Linked DNA regions of Canis lupus: region 1 is linked to region 2. The links are chromatin contacts, called in public Hi-C maps. All regions are on one chromosome and are shown on one strand. Each heading gives the region's core, a stretch centred on a gene start, on an enhancer-like site or on the middle of the called end of the contact. The rest is flanking DNA. Distances are from core to core; before and after follow the strand shown. Region 1 overlaps TPM1 (tropomyosin alpha-1 chain). Region 2 has its middle 26 kb from the start of MIR190A.

The links. A called contact is a pair of places that touch in the nucleus more often than the background predicts.
Region 1: a Hi-C map of skin fibroblasts shows a contact between it and region 2, with 2.2 times the contacts expected there. The contact joins two enhancer-like sites. A contact is called at or near these places in 2 of 9 Hi-C or Micro-C datasets (amygdala and skin fibroblasts).

Annotation. Positions count from the first base shown.
Region 1 is chr30:28,063,137-28,069,798 of UU_Cfam_GSD_1.0, forward strand. TPM1 (tropomyosin alpha-1 chain) reads left to right here. Exons shown (of 9, transcript XM_038580615.1): 3 at 2,547-2,680; 4 at 5,162-5,279; 5 at 6,575-6,645. Among named protein-coding and RNA genes, the nearest start is that of TPM1, 15 kb to the left of the region's middle. Within about 2 kb of position 2,610, at least 7 of the 20 cell types and tissues checked have an H3K27ac peak or open chromatin away from gene starts, as enhancers often do.
Region 2 is chr30:27,865,975-27,872,512 of UU_Cfam_GSD_1.0, forward strand. No RefSeq gene overlaps it. Among named protein-coding and RNA genes, the nearest start is that of MIR190A, 26 kb to the left of the region's middle. Within about 2 kb of position 4,252, at least 2 of the 20 cell types and tissues checked have an H3K27ac peak or open chromatin away from gene starts, as enhancers often do.

The DNA.
Region 1 (6,662 bases), core at 1,360-3,859, 200 kb after region 2:
GGTTAGAGTTAGAGGCAATAAGAGGGAAGATAGAGACTGATGAGGAGAACCTTTCAGGTCAAGGAATCTTGTGTAGAGTGGCAAGAACAAGCATTGGTCTTTCCCCTCTGGTGCCCCAGCTGGGTGAGAAGCCAGGGACCTAGGTTGCCCTGTCACTCTGAAGGTCGTTTCCCTAGAGCATAAACAGGCTTCTTCCTGTGAGTACAAAGTCCTCAAGGTTGGGGCCCAGATGAAACAGAAAGCAGAAATTTAAAATGTGGTGGCTACAAGAAAACATTATAGAGAAAATCTTGTTGACATTTCTCTGGCCACAGCACTTGTAACAAGGATACTTGCCTTCATATTTAAAATAATAATTATGAAAGAAGGGGAGGAGACTAATACTTTTGAGTACATGACATAGACATTATACTACAGTATTTTTGGTTTTGCTCTTCGTTTTGTTTTCAACTTTCAGACTTGCTTATCTCCCTCTACCCTCATTCATAAAGGACATAGAATCTTACTAGAAATGGAAAATACAGAACAGTGACCAAAGCAGATCTGACCCAAAAGTTGACCCTTTTAATGTATACTTCCTTCCAATTTTGAAAAAATAAGGTTGAGAAGACAGTTGCTTCTACATAAGAAATTTATCGTCCCTATTACCCTCCCCCCTCCTCTAGAAAAAACCCATACTCACCTGCCCATTAGATTTAGCAGAACCCATTACTAGCTGTGCACTGGGAAGGATTTACCGTGTAGGCCAGTGTGGTTGTAAACTGTCGTCCTCGGATCCATTTCCCTCTTCCTCATGCCCTGTCTCGTCAGCCAGTTATTATTACATAGTTAATTTTTGACAAGATAAAAGTATATTTGAATTTTTTTTTTGTAAAGTCCTTCACCCCAGTTGGAGGTGCCCTAATCACCTCTTCCCTAGACAAAACTTGGCATTTAAAAAATTTTACAAATCCTGATGGGCAAATGGTTGAATGTTCTCGTATTAATTTCATTCAAGGCCGTAATCACAGACTCTAACTATGTATGGGTCTTTCAAACTTTGTATATCATGGGTCCCTGAGCTAAGAAAGTTTCTTTTGTTTAAATTAGGTTGGTTTTACTTGTTTTATTCAGTAGACATTTACTGAGCCCATATTGTGTGCAGAGAACTGTGACTCCCTACATGTAAGAAGCTTCCTGTTGAGTAAAGAAGATGGGAATATAGATAGAACTAGCATGGGTGCTTAAGTATGTATCTTAGTTTTTAGAAATCTCTCAAGTGTCCTGAAAACTTGATCACTCCATGATACCCACATATTCAAAGTGGATGTGGTTGAGGAAATGGAACCTGATTAGTAAGTCCTAGCTTTGACTTCCACACATAGTATTTAAACAGACACCAATGCAAGTGTCTGCAGTGGGCCATCACAGTCCTACAAGTGTTCTGAAGCTCATAATAGCAAGTGTTTATAATAGTAAGCAATCATTGCATCCCCAAAAAAGAAACATCTTAATTTGGATACAGATATCAATAAAAATAGTCTCTGTACTGCTTTCCTCCTTAAGGAGTTTGAAACTTTTCTAGTAGCAACCTTGTAAGAAATGCCAGTAAGCTTATCTCAAAAACACTTGGGAAATTTGTCTTGGCCCTGTTCTAGGGTGGCCGAGTTCTTCTACACCGGTTGCTGAAAAGAGGGTGGAGGAGGGGGGGGTTACTAGATTTCCTTGTATCTGTAGGGTGTATAGTTTACAATGGCTGAATTTGGGCAGCCCGGGTGGCTTAGAGTTTAGTGCCGCCTTCAGCCCAGGGTGTGATCCTGGAGACCCGGGATCGAGTCCCACGTCGGGCTCCCTGCATGGAGCCTGCTTCTCCCTCTGCCTGTGTCTCTGCCTCTGTCTCTGTGTGTGTGTGTATCTCATGAATAAATAAATACAATCTTTAAAAGGGGGGGAGGGGCGCCTGACTGGCTCGGTTGGTAGAGTATGTACATGACTCTTGATCTTGGGGTCATGAGTTCAAGCCCCACATTGAGTAGAAATAAATAAATATTTAAAAAAAAGAAGAAGAATGGCTGATTTTAATTATTTTAGTTCCTTTATAAGACTCCTTTGAGCCAATGGCCAGGAGAAGGGGGAAGGCAGACTCCTGAGTCTGGTTTCTGGCTGTCATGCTCTTATCTTGTGTGGCCGAGCCCGGGTAAGTGCTGCCTCTGTTCGGCCCCCACCCCGTCACCCCTCTGTGAGTGAGGTGGCCGCAGTGGCAGTCAGGGTCAGTGTGGAAGTTCCAAAGAAGAAAAGAACCCAGTGAGAGAGTGCGCTCGTTCACAGTCCCTCTGGCCACTGAAAACTGTATGTGCAGACTTGTAAACACACCAGTTCATTGTATCAAATCATCATAGCCTCACAGAACTCCAGAGTTGACCAGGGCAGGTGGTGCCCTTGGAGGTAGGTCCCCACGGGGCCAGGCTTCCTGTCTGAAATCTGTGTTTCAGGCTCCACCACTTCCTGAAGGCACTCCCCTCACTTTTCTCTCCCAGCCTGAAATGCCTTTCATTCTCTCTGCCTAGGCTGAAGCCGATGTAGCTTCTCTGAACAGACGCATCCAGCTGGTTGAGGAAGAGTTGGATCGTGCCCAGGAGCGACTGGCAACAGCTTTGCAGAAGCTGGAGGAGGCTGAGAAGGCAGCGGACGAGAGCGAGAGGTGAGGGTGCCTCTCCCAGCCCATCTTTCTGCACAGGCCTCCCTTCTGGGTGCGACAGGGAGGCTTCTCTGATCTGGGGCTTAGGAGTTTTACAGTCCCTTGGGGGGATCATTTCCTCGTTCAATCCCAGATATAACTTTACTGGGTTTGTTTGTTTAACATTAGTGGGATACCTGTGTGCCAAGTGCTATTTTTAAACCCCGAGGTTACAAAGAAGAAAAAGATCCTATTCCTGCCCTCATGCAGCTCCCTGTCCAGCAAAGGAGATGGACATTTAAACCAGACATTCTAGGGATGCCTCTTGGTTCATTCAGCTCCTGCTGACCACAGAGCAATTAGGCATTTTTTAAAAGATAAACTTTATTTTAAAATACACAGCAGAGACTGGGCCTTGATAAATGAACCAGGGACTCTCAATTGTTAAATAACCCTAAAAATAAGTGGAAGAGGAAGCACAGATAAAACAGTAATATGATCTGTGACAGTAAATTGTTTTGGACTTAGTACTGCTGATAAGACACTCATGCACATGTAAATACAGAAGAAACCTGTGTATTCTGAGCCCGCTCCCTGTAACCTGGCTCTTCCTGACTTACTACTCCAAGATTCAGCTTTGTGGTAGTAAAGGAAAACCATGGCCATATAGACGCACAACTCCACGTATCCTAGAAGATACTCTTTCTTATGCTCAACCATTCAAGTTCATATATTCCTATTACATAGAAGCATTCCAAGCATGACTCATTGAGACTAGAGAGTTCTGCTAGAAGGATGAGAGAGTGGTGTGGTGGTTCAGAACCCGGGGAGAGTGTATCCGTGCTATGACCTGGGCAGGTGAATGCCATCAGCCATTCTTTCCATTTCTCCCTCTTAGATAGAAGTGAGTTTCTGCTCCCTGCCACCAGGGATAGAGAGTAATTTCAGACTTGAAGATTAAAGAAGCTTTTAAGTTGAAGTTTCCAGTTCATTATTCACTGTTGCTTATTGTTTCTTCTCTAATGGAGAGTGTTGGAATTCCTTAAGATGACTCATCATCTCTTACAGTGCACACATACCAGTGGTTTTGTGGCTGATCCTTCCTGAAATATACTTGTTAGTGAGCCTAAAAGACAGTCTGGCAATGTTAGAGTTTGTAGGAAAAAGGAATTTAGAGATGACTTACCCCATCCCTTCGTTTTACAAATGAGAAAACGGAGGACTCATCGGTTAATGCGACCCATCCAAAGTCTCACAACGAATTTATGGCTAAGCCAAGACGTGAATCTTGGTTTCCTAATATATACCATAGTACTTCATCCAAAACTACTGGTTTATTTATCTGAACTGCCTGCTCAGATTTTATTAAATGAATCCCGTTTTAACATGACTTATGCCTTGGGCAGCCCAGGTGGCTCAGCGGTTTAGCGCCGCCTTCAGCCCAGGGCCTGATCCTGGAGACCCGGGATCAAGTCCCATGACAGGCTCCCTGCATGGAGCCTGCTTCTCCCTCTGCGTGTGTCTCTGCCCCCTCCCCCCATGAATAAATAAAATCTTCTAAAAAAAAAAAAAAACAAAAACAAAAAAAAACATATGCCATAAACTGAACATATCACGGAACAATTCACGTTTTCCAAAACTTAACACCAAACATACATGTTCAGCATAGACAACGGTATCCGTGTGTCTCAACACCTCTATGGTGAAAGAATTCTATTAAAGGCAGAATTCATAGTTTCTTATCTAAAGTATCGGTTGACCCATAGGAAATTGCCATTTTTACAGATCTGATGCAGTCAAGTATCAGCAGTTTCCTATGGTTCAGTCACATTTGTAGCTAATGGGGTAAGAACAGCTACCTTCTTAATAAGAAGTACATGAAGACAAAATTTGTTTTTGTTAAAACTTTCAAGCTGAAGCTTCTCACCAGGAAAAAGAAGAAATCCCATGATTTATATAGCAAGTAAAACATGTTGGCTTTTCCTGTTTCCGTGCCTCCCAGTTTCAAACGGGATCCTGACGTTGCACCTTTCATTTAACATTAGATCCCTGGACAGTTTTCACCAGTATTGAAAGTGTGAGGTTTCGGGTGGTGAGCGGTTTAGCGCCTGCCTTTGGCCCAGGGCGTGATCCTGGAGACCCGGGGTCGAATCCCACATCGGGCTCCCGGTGCATGGAGCCTGCTTCTCCCTCTGCCTGTGTCTCTGCCTCTCTCTCTCTCTCTCTCTCTCTCTGTGACTATCATAAATTTAAAAAAATAAATAAATAAATAAAAATAAAAAAAATAAAAAAAGAAAGTGTGAGGTTTCATTCACAAAAAACAGAGATGTGTATGTCTTTTTCTGTCTTAAGCTCTGGAAACTCTTACTTCATGGTTTGGAAAATAAGAGCAGCTCTGTGCTCTATTTTGGTCTACCCGTTACACCAAGCCTCACAGACCAGTGCAGTGTGGGCCTATGGAGATCTCCTCTAAACCTTGGATCTTCCTGCTTGTCTACTTTTCAGAGGCATGAAAGTCATTGAAAGCCGAGCCCAAAAGGATGAGGAGAAAATGGAAATTCAGGAGATCCAACTGAAAGAGGCCAAGCACATTGCTGAAGATGCCGACCGCAAGTATGAAGAGGTCAGATCTTGGGACCCAAAGCCTCATGACTTGCCAGCAGTGGCCTTGGTGGGGGCTGGGGAACCATGCTTATGAGCCTTGGGTTCTTTTGTGAAACACTGCTGTATTGGTGGAAATGGGTGGTTTTGAGAAACAGAGTTCCCTTGTCTCCAGAAAATAGTTCTGATTTGATCCTGCTAGGGGATCCCAGGCTTTATCATAAAGCCAATCCATAGCATTGAGAAAGACCAAAGTTTCCCCCAGGATCCCTGCCCCCCACCTTTGCAGCATCCCGACCAGGACAAAAGATGTTTGGCCTGGAGAAAAGGCAGTTGGGCCTCTTGTCACTTGTGGAAAGAGCCTCTCATATTGTCACCACGCAGGCAGCTCTTCCTGGTGTGACTCACCTAGCACCATCCACTTCAGGCAGCATGGAGACACAGTCCATTGCGCTAAAGTCCATGTAGATTCAAAAGGCTTTTTTCAGTCTGTCCTCTCTTTTCCAGTTGATAGAATCCCATTGTCAAGAGAAGTTCACAGGTAAATCAACTTCTGGTCCTGTCCCCATGAGAACAACCTCCTGTGATAACAAAGCTAATGATTTGTTTTAGTTTTCATTTAATGTATCATGGCTATCTTGAAATGGTATTGACACCCCTTTTTTTCTACTTTTTAAAATTATTTTATGACCACCATTATTACCACTCCGGTTACCCTATGCCCACTACTTGAAACGCTTCAGAGGATCCCTTCTTCTCTCAGGTTCTTTCCTCCACTGAATCGAGAGCTTGATTAGTCATCTTACCAGCTCATCTTATGTTAGCTTCTGTTGCTATTCTGTTGTCATTTTTAACCTCCTCCACAAAGAGAAGGTTGAGGTACAGGGCTCTAAATTGGTAGAGTTCTCAGGATTATTTTCAGTGTGTTTTGGCAGCCCCTACCTTTACAGCATCAAATGGATCATGTCTCATCGTGCTGCTATTTTTGAGATTGTAAATTTTGTATCTCTCCCTCCTTCCACACTTAGGCTGGCTATGTAATTATAGGAACTTCACCTGGGTTAGACTTAAAATGAGACTGCCTACTCAAAACCAACCATTCTGGATCTTTGTGAGCCGAAGCCTCTGGTCTACTCTCCATTGGCCCTCCCAGTAGAGAGTTACTTCTTTCCAGTCCATGGGAAAGAGAGTCATCTTCTTTGTCTATAAGAAGTTCTAGGGGCTGGTAGATCCGTTCCCCACCTCCATGCCCATGCTTTGCCCCCTTACTCAAAGCTTGCCACCCTCATGATGTGTGTATGTGTGTCTGTTCTACAGGTGGCCCGTAAGCTGGTCATCATTGAGAGCGACCTGGAACGCGCAGAAGAACGGGCTGAGCTCTCAGAAAGGTAAGTAGGCCTGGTGC
Region 2 (6,538 bases), core at 3,002-5,501:
CACACCCTGGGTACTGTTACCAGGGAACATTTGTGCAGAAGCCTCATCTAGGTCACAGGGATCACATCTTGTCACATGGATCTGCCCCAGCTGTGGACATATGAGATATGTCATAAAGACTGATGCGCCGGGCGTAAACTTGAGACCATGTAGTTGGCACCAGCGTTTATGACCTGGGGATCAGCTCTTTTGGACTCTGGCTGATTTGAACTCAAATAGGATCAAAAAAAAAAAAAAAAAAAAGAGGGGGATTTGTTCCCAAACAGTTCCTACAGCCCCCAGCAGCCCCCCTCCTTCCCCACCGCTTCCCATGGCCCCGCCATGCCACAGGGCAACACTAGTGCTCACTCAGCGTCTCTGCAAATCGCTTTCCTAGGATTCCCTTCCTCACCGAGCAACACGGAAACAACTTGATCCCAAATATCCTGAAACCTCCTGGTAACACTCGCCATTGTTCAGCAAAATCCAGAAGATGTGCTCCGGCCAGAAGGGGGTTGTTAATGAAACACTGAAAGGACCTCAGATGCTGTGAGCTGATCCCTACAAAATGAGGCCCGGGGCCCAAATCCCAGTGGAATGCAGAGGCCATCTGGAAGAAAAGGGAAAGGCTGGGGGACATGAGAGGCAGGTCCTTAAATAAACCAGAGTTTCCTCCGGCAGCTCCATCACCTCAAAGGGGCACCTGAAATCCAACTCCCAACCTTTCCTTCCCTTGTCTTGCCTCAGAAGGCAGCACGGTGAAGTGAAAAGAGCATCCACTCTGGACTTCAGATAGACCTGGTTGTGAGCAAGTCCTTTCCCCTCCAAGCCCGTGGAGATGGACAGTGGACATTACACTGCACACCCCATTCCTCTATGGAGCTGCGGCAGCATCTGGGGGCAGTTGAGGGGGTGTAGGAACTGCTGGGTGTAGGAACCTAGTCAAGGTTGGGCCCAGCTGGTCTAAGGACACCATTCCCCTGATTGGCAATTGGCGTAGAACCTGGTCTGGCCAAGAAGCTGGGAGGAAATGTCTGCTGAAGGCGTCAGCCTCCCCCTGCCACATCAGTTGTGAAGAAAGAAGCTGCTTCTGACCACAGCAGAGCCAGCCTCAGGATGGAGCCCATCCCAAGCATGGACAGAGCCAGAAGAATCCGCGTCTTTGGTGACACTGTGGGTCGGCTTGTCTAACCCTAATTCTTCCAGAATTCCCAGTCCCTACCCAGTGCAATCCTGCCGCATCTAAACCAGCAGAGTTGGACTTTGCTGCCAACGCACTGTCACTGGTCCCAGGCCGCAGTCGTATCCAAAAAGGCCCACAAGCATCTGGCCACACATTAGGCGCCCGGCAAAATCTTGCTTCCCCTTTCCCTCACATCTACATGAAAGAAACCCCCTTTCAGGAATTAATTCAAGTGCTCCCTTGAGCCTTGTGGGCCTAACAGGGTGCCAGGCTCATAGTAGGTCTTCGGTAAGTTTTTGGATGACTCTTACCCCCCCTCCAGAGTATGATGTCCGCAATGCCTGGATTTGGGTTTCTGGCTTGCTGGATGGGGGTGGAAATGGTAACAGACAAATTTGTTGCAGAGGTCCGAGTCCTGTCTCCAGACTCTGAGAGAAGCAACTGGAACACAGGCCTCCCCCCACCCCACCCCTGCCCCCAGGTCCCTCTCTCGCACTTCCTACACCCCCAGTCTCCATCCCTGTGCTCTCAGATAGACATCTGTCCTTGGTAAGCTCCGGAGTCTGGCCAATCACCTACAAAGCAAACCATCTGAGGAATGTCTGGTATGCAGGGTATGCAGTTTGGTGTAGGTCTGTTTTTTCTGTTCATCACTTGGCAAGGAAATCCTTCACTATTTTGTCTGGAAGCATTAGCATGGAGGACCCAGGGAGCTGGAGGTAGGGGGAAGCAGCGGGACAGTCCTCCCTCTCCGTCTGCTTCTAGGACTGCATCCTTAACCTGCTTCCCTCCACCCCCTAACTCTCCCCCGCCCTCCCCCACCCCCCAGGCGCCCCCATAGAAGACAAAGTAAAACAGAAGTAGGGGTGGCAGCAGGGGAAGACCTTTCCCTCGGGAGGAGAATAACCAGCAGCTACAGGGGAGGACGGCGCAGGCAGGAGGCTGAGCCATTGCAGGACACAGAGCAGTGTCCTTCACCTTCAGTGTCTGGCTCCTTAGCTTTGTACAGGGGACCAAAGCTGGGCTGGGAGTCATGAGACCAGGTTCGAGTTCTGGCTGGGCAACCTTGGGCACATTTCTTGACTTCATGGAATGTCTTTATTTTCATCAGTGAATGGGCAGGCCACCTTCCGCCACGACTCCAACTGGGTCTGGATAGCGGACGTCCCTGATGTTTGACAGCTAGCAACATTTTTGAGTATTAATTATATACGAAGAGCTCTTCTAGGTACTTTATAAGCATAATCCTTTCCTTCGTCAGACCTAACACTCACCAAGTACTTACAATGTGCCGGTCACAGTTGTAAGAACTTTGTGTTGCCTCATTTAGTCCTCACTACAAACCTACAAGATAGATACCCCATTTTATAGATAGTATTTGTCTTTTTTGTGCCTCAATTTCCCTTTCTCCAAGCTCACACAGCTAAAGAAGAGCACATCCAAGTGAACCCAGGTTGCCTGGCTCAGAAATGTATCGTCAAACACTGTGCTCTATTGTTATTCATGACTCCTTTTTCATTAAAAATATATATATATGGATAAAAAATATGGATAAAAAACATGGATATATTTTATGGATAACAAAAATGAGAGGGAGAGAATCATACAATTTGTCCACAGGCTTTACATGGTAGAGCCAAGAGCCAAATCTCGATGTGTCGTTCAAAGCTTTTCCAGTTTTTCCACCACCATGGACTACCTCCCACTAGACACACTCAAAATTCTTCAGACTCCCAGGGAGATTTCTGCAGCTGTGGGTTTGATCTTGGAAGTCCCATTTGTAACCGTGATGAGAGTGTCCTAATATGATTTGCAACAAAGTCAAAAACGTGACTCCTATAAACATGTGGCCAATGTGAGTCAAAGATTTATTTCACTTATTAATGAAGGGATCAGTAGAATGGCAAAATTCATTCAAAAGTTATAGAAAACCACGAAGCATCCCTGAAAGAATGCTGGAATAAGATTGCCAAACTGCCTACGAGATTGATTACCTGAAAGGCAATCAAAAGCTGGCCTCTGGGTTATAATCTATTGCGCCAGACAAAATCATGGCACCTAAGACAAGAATCACGTGCATGACTATTGGTCTCCTACAATCTCACATAATAAAATGGCCCAAATGCTAGTAAATAGGTCAAAATAAAGGAATATATCACCAGAGAAGGAGATAAGCTCCAAATGGCTCTGTTAGATTATCCCCCAGTCATTCTTTTGCCCAACTCCAAGTTTTGGATACTTCGTCTAAACACAGGGCAGTGAGATGATGACCACCCAGAGCTGTTGTAACATGATGTTGTAAAGCACGGTATTTAGGATTAGGAGACCCCTGGGTTCAAGGGGTGCCCCACCATTCTGCGTGCCTGTGCAAACCTCTATACCCTGAGCCATAGTTTCATCATCATCTGTAAAGATTTTTTTTTTTTAAATTAGGATAACGATACTCTCTCTTCAACCTCACAGAATTTTGGGGAGGATCACATAAGAGTGACTATAGCATGACTGGGTCAGTTATTGTTCCGGCCTCTGATTTAAAGGGAGCCACTGGCCACCACTGGAGGTCCCTGATGGAGAACCTCTAATGTGGCAGGATACATTGCCAAGGGCCTAGCCCTCCGTGATGCGCCGGCAAACACAGGTGCACCCAATGAGCATGTGGCACCTGCAGACTGAGCCAGCAAAACCAGTATTGCGGAAGGCTCTGGAGACCTGAGTCACGTTAAGGAGTCAGAGCTGCTGCAAGGGCGCTTTTGACAATGAGGCTTTGGAGAGAGACCCAATGATCCTGAATCACTTCACCGACCGTTCCAGAGTGAGCTCAGAAGCAGACATATGTCACAGTCTTAACCAGGGCTTGGCAAACTCTCCCCCCAGATGGTAGATATTGTAGGCTTGGCAGGCCACAACAGCCTCTGTTGTTGTATATTCTTTGTTTTCATTTTTATTTTTGTTTTTCACAACCTTTTTTTTTTCTCCCTTTTTTATAACCTTTTTAAGATGTAGAAGCTATTCTTGGTTTCCCGGCTGTACTAAAATAAGCAGCGGCCTGAATCTGGCCCACGGGCCAGGGATTGCCAACCCAGATGTTAGTGGCTTTGGAGTGGCGAGAACTGCCCCTGAATCCTACTCTCTTCATTTTCCAGCTGTGCGAGTTGGGACAAGCAGCCTCGCCCCTCTGAGCCTCAGTGTCCTCGGTGATGAAATTCTTTCACAAAATTACCTGCTGCTCCTCAACTCCCTTCACGAGCACAAAAGAGTGTCCTTGAGGCTGAAACAAAATGAAGAGGCCCTGGTACGTGAAAGGCACGCAGCATAAGGCACAGCTATTGCTTGAACCCTAAGGTAGCCAGGGGGGCCCGGGCACGAGCCAGGAGAGCCATCCACGCTCCATGACCACAGAACTTCCATGACAGTGGCCTGGCTTCGGGCAGGGCCATGTGACAACACTCCGAGGACTTGTATTCAGTGTGTCCACATGGGTCCCAAGGACCCATATTTGTTGAAGGCCTTGTCTGTGGGTCTGACCTGCAGCCAAGGCTGAGCAGCCCCCAGAGCAGCTCCCAGAGCAGCGTCCCAGTCCTGGGGGTCTGAGAACCTGCCCGTGTCCTGGCGCCCAGGGAGCCTGGCGCCCTTCAACGCAAAGCCAACTCCCCAGTCCGCTAAGGGCGAACTCGTGCCCGAGGCCCCAGCTCGGAAGACTGCTCCACATCAAAACCAGTAACAAGGGAACCCTGGGTGGCGCAGCGGTTTAGCGCCTGCCTTTGGCCCAGGGCGCGATCCTGGAGACCCAGGATCGAATCCCACATCGGGCTCCCAGTGCATGGAGCCTGCTTCTCCCTCTGCCTGTGTCTCTGCCTCTCTCTCTCTCTCTCTCTCTCTCTCTGTGACTATCATAAATAAATAAAAATTAAAAAAAACAAAACAAAAAACCAGTAACAAGGGTTTCTCCGGGAGCCCAGGAAAGGGAACCTGCATGGTGGCCGGTCTGCTGTGACTGTCACAGGAAAGGAACCTGGCATTTCGGAGCAAGGCCTGATGCGGGCCCGTCGTCTGCCGTGTGCCCTAGCGCCTGCCCCTTTCACGGAGCCGGAGCCCGAGGCCCTGGAGGTCCCGCTGGCCCAGGCCACAGGCTTCAGCAGCAGTTTTAATAGAGAGAGAAGTGCCGTAGCCTCCGACGAGGCTGGTTTCTCCCGCTGTTACCCTCCTGTGCTCCTACCAACACTCCCTTTATGGTATTTTCCTGTGGCCATAAGATCAGAACCATGTGGGGCGCCCGGGGGGCTCAGCCGTTGAACATCCACCTTCGACTCAGGTCACGATCCTGGGGTCCTGGGATCGAGGCCCACATGGGGTTCCCCACGGGGAGCCCACTTCTGCCTCCGCCTGTGTCTCTGCCTCTCTCTGTGTCTCTCATGAATAAATAAAGACAATCTTTAAAAAGTAAAAAAAAAAAGTGACCAGAACCATGGAACATTTAGGCTAAAAATTCCAAGGGGATTTTTTTTGTTTTTACTCTCAAAGGCTGATGATTCACTCTTATTAAGAAATAAATTCCTCCTCCCACCACGGAGATTCAGATTTGCGGCAATTCTGAGCTAGAGACATCCAGCTTGTCACTAATTCTCTGCTATATCCCCAATTTGTTCCTGAAAAGACTGGATTTTTAAAAAATCATTATATGATTTAACATCATTTAAAGGGAATTTCTGTGTGTGTGGTAGGTTTTTTGGTTGGTTTGGATTTTTTTGTAAACAGGAGAATTCCTCTGCAAAGAGAATAATGTGGTTTGCAAATTTGAATTTTGACGTATTTGGTTTTCTTAATTATGTCAGTAACTTCAGCTACTGTTTCTTTAGTGACAGTTCCTGAGTTCCCACAGATGGGGAGTTTGTTCTGTGTGAAAAAGGACTCTTTAGTACATAGAATGAAAGCAGAAAATCGGGACGCCTGGGTGGCTCAGCGGTTGGGTGCCTGCCTTCAGCCCAGGGTGTGATCCTGGAGACCTGGGATCCAGTCCCACGTCGGGCTCCCTGCATGGAGCCTGCTTCTCCCTCTGCCTGTGTCTCTGCCTCTCTCTCTCTCAGTCTGAGTCTCTCATGAATAAATAAATAAATCTTTAAAAAAAGAAAACAGAAAATCTTCACTGCTGGCCAGCCACTCTTAGACCAGATCACATATGCTTTCTCATTTGCTACTCTCAAAAAATCTGCAACGTACTGTCCCCATTTTGTAGATAAAGAGCCTGAGGTGCAAGCAAAGTGGTAGAAATGGCCCAGTTTTGTCTGACTCCAGGGTAAGTGCACTTTCCAACTCAAAAAGCATGAGATTTTTTTCATCATTAAAAAAAAACCAAGACAGAAGAACTCCATCCTCCAC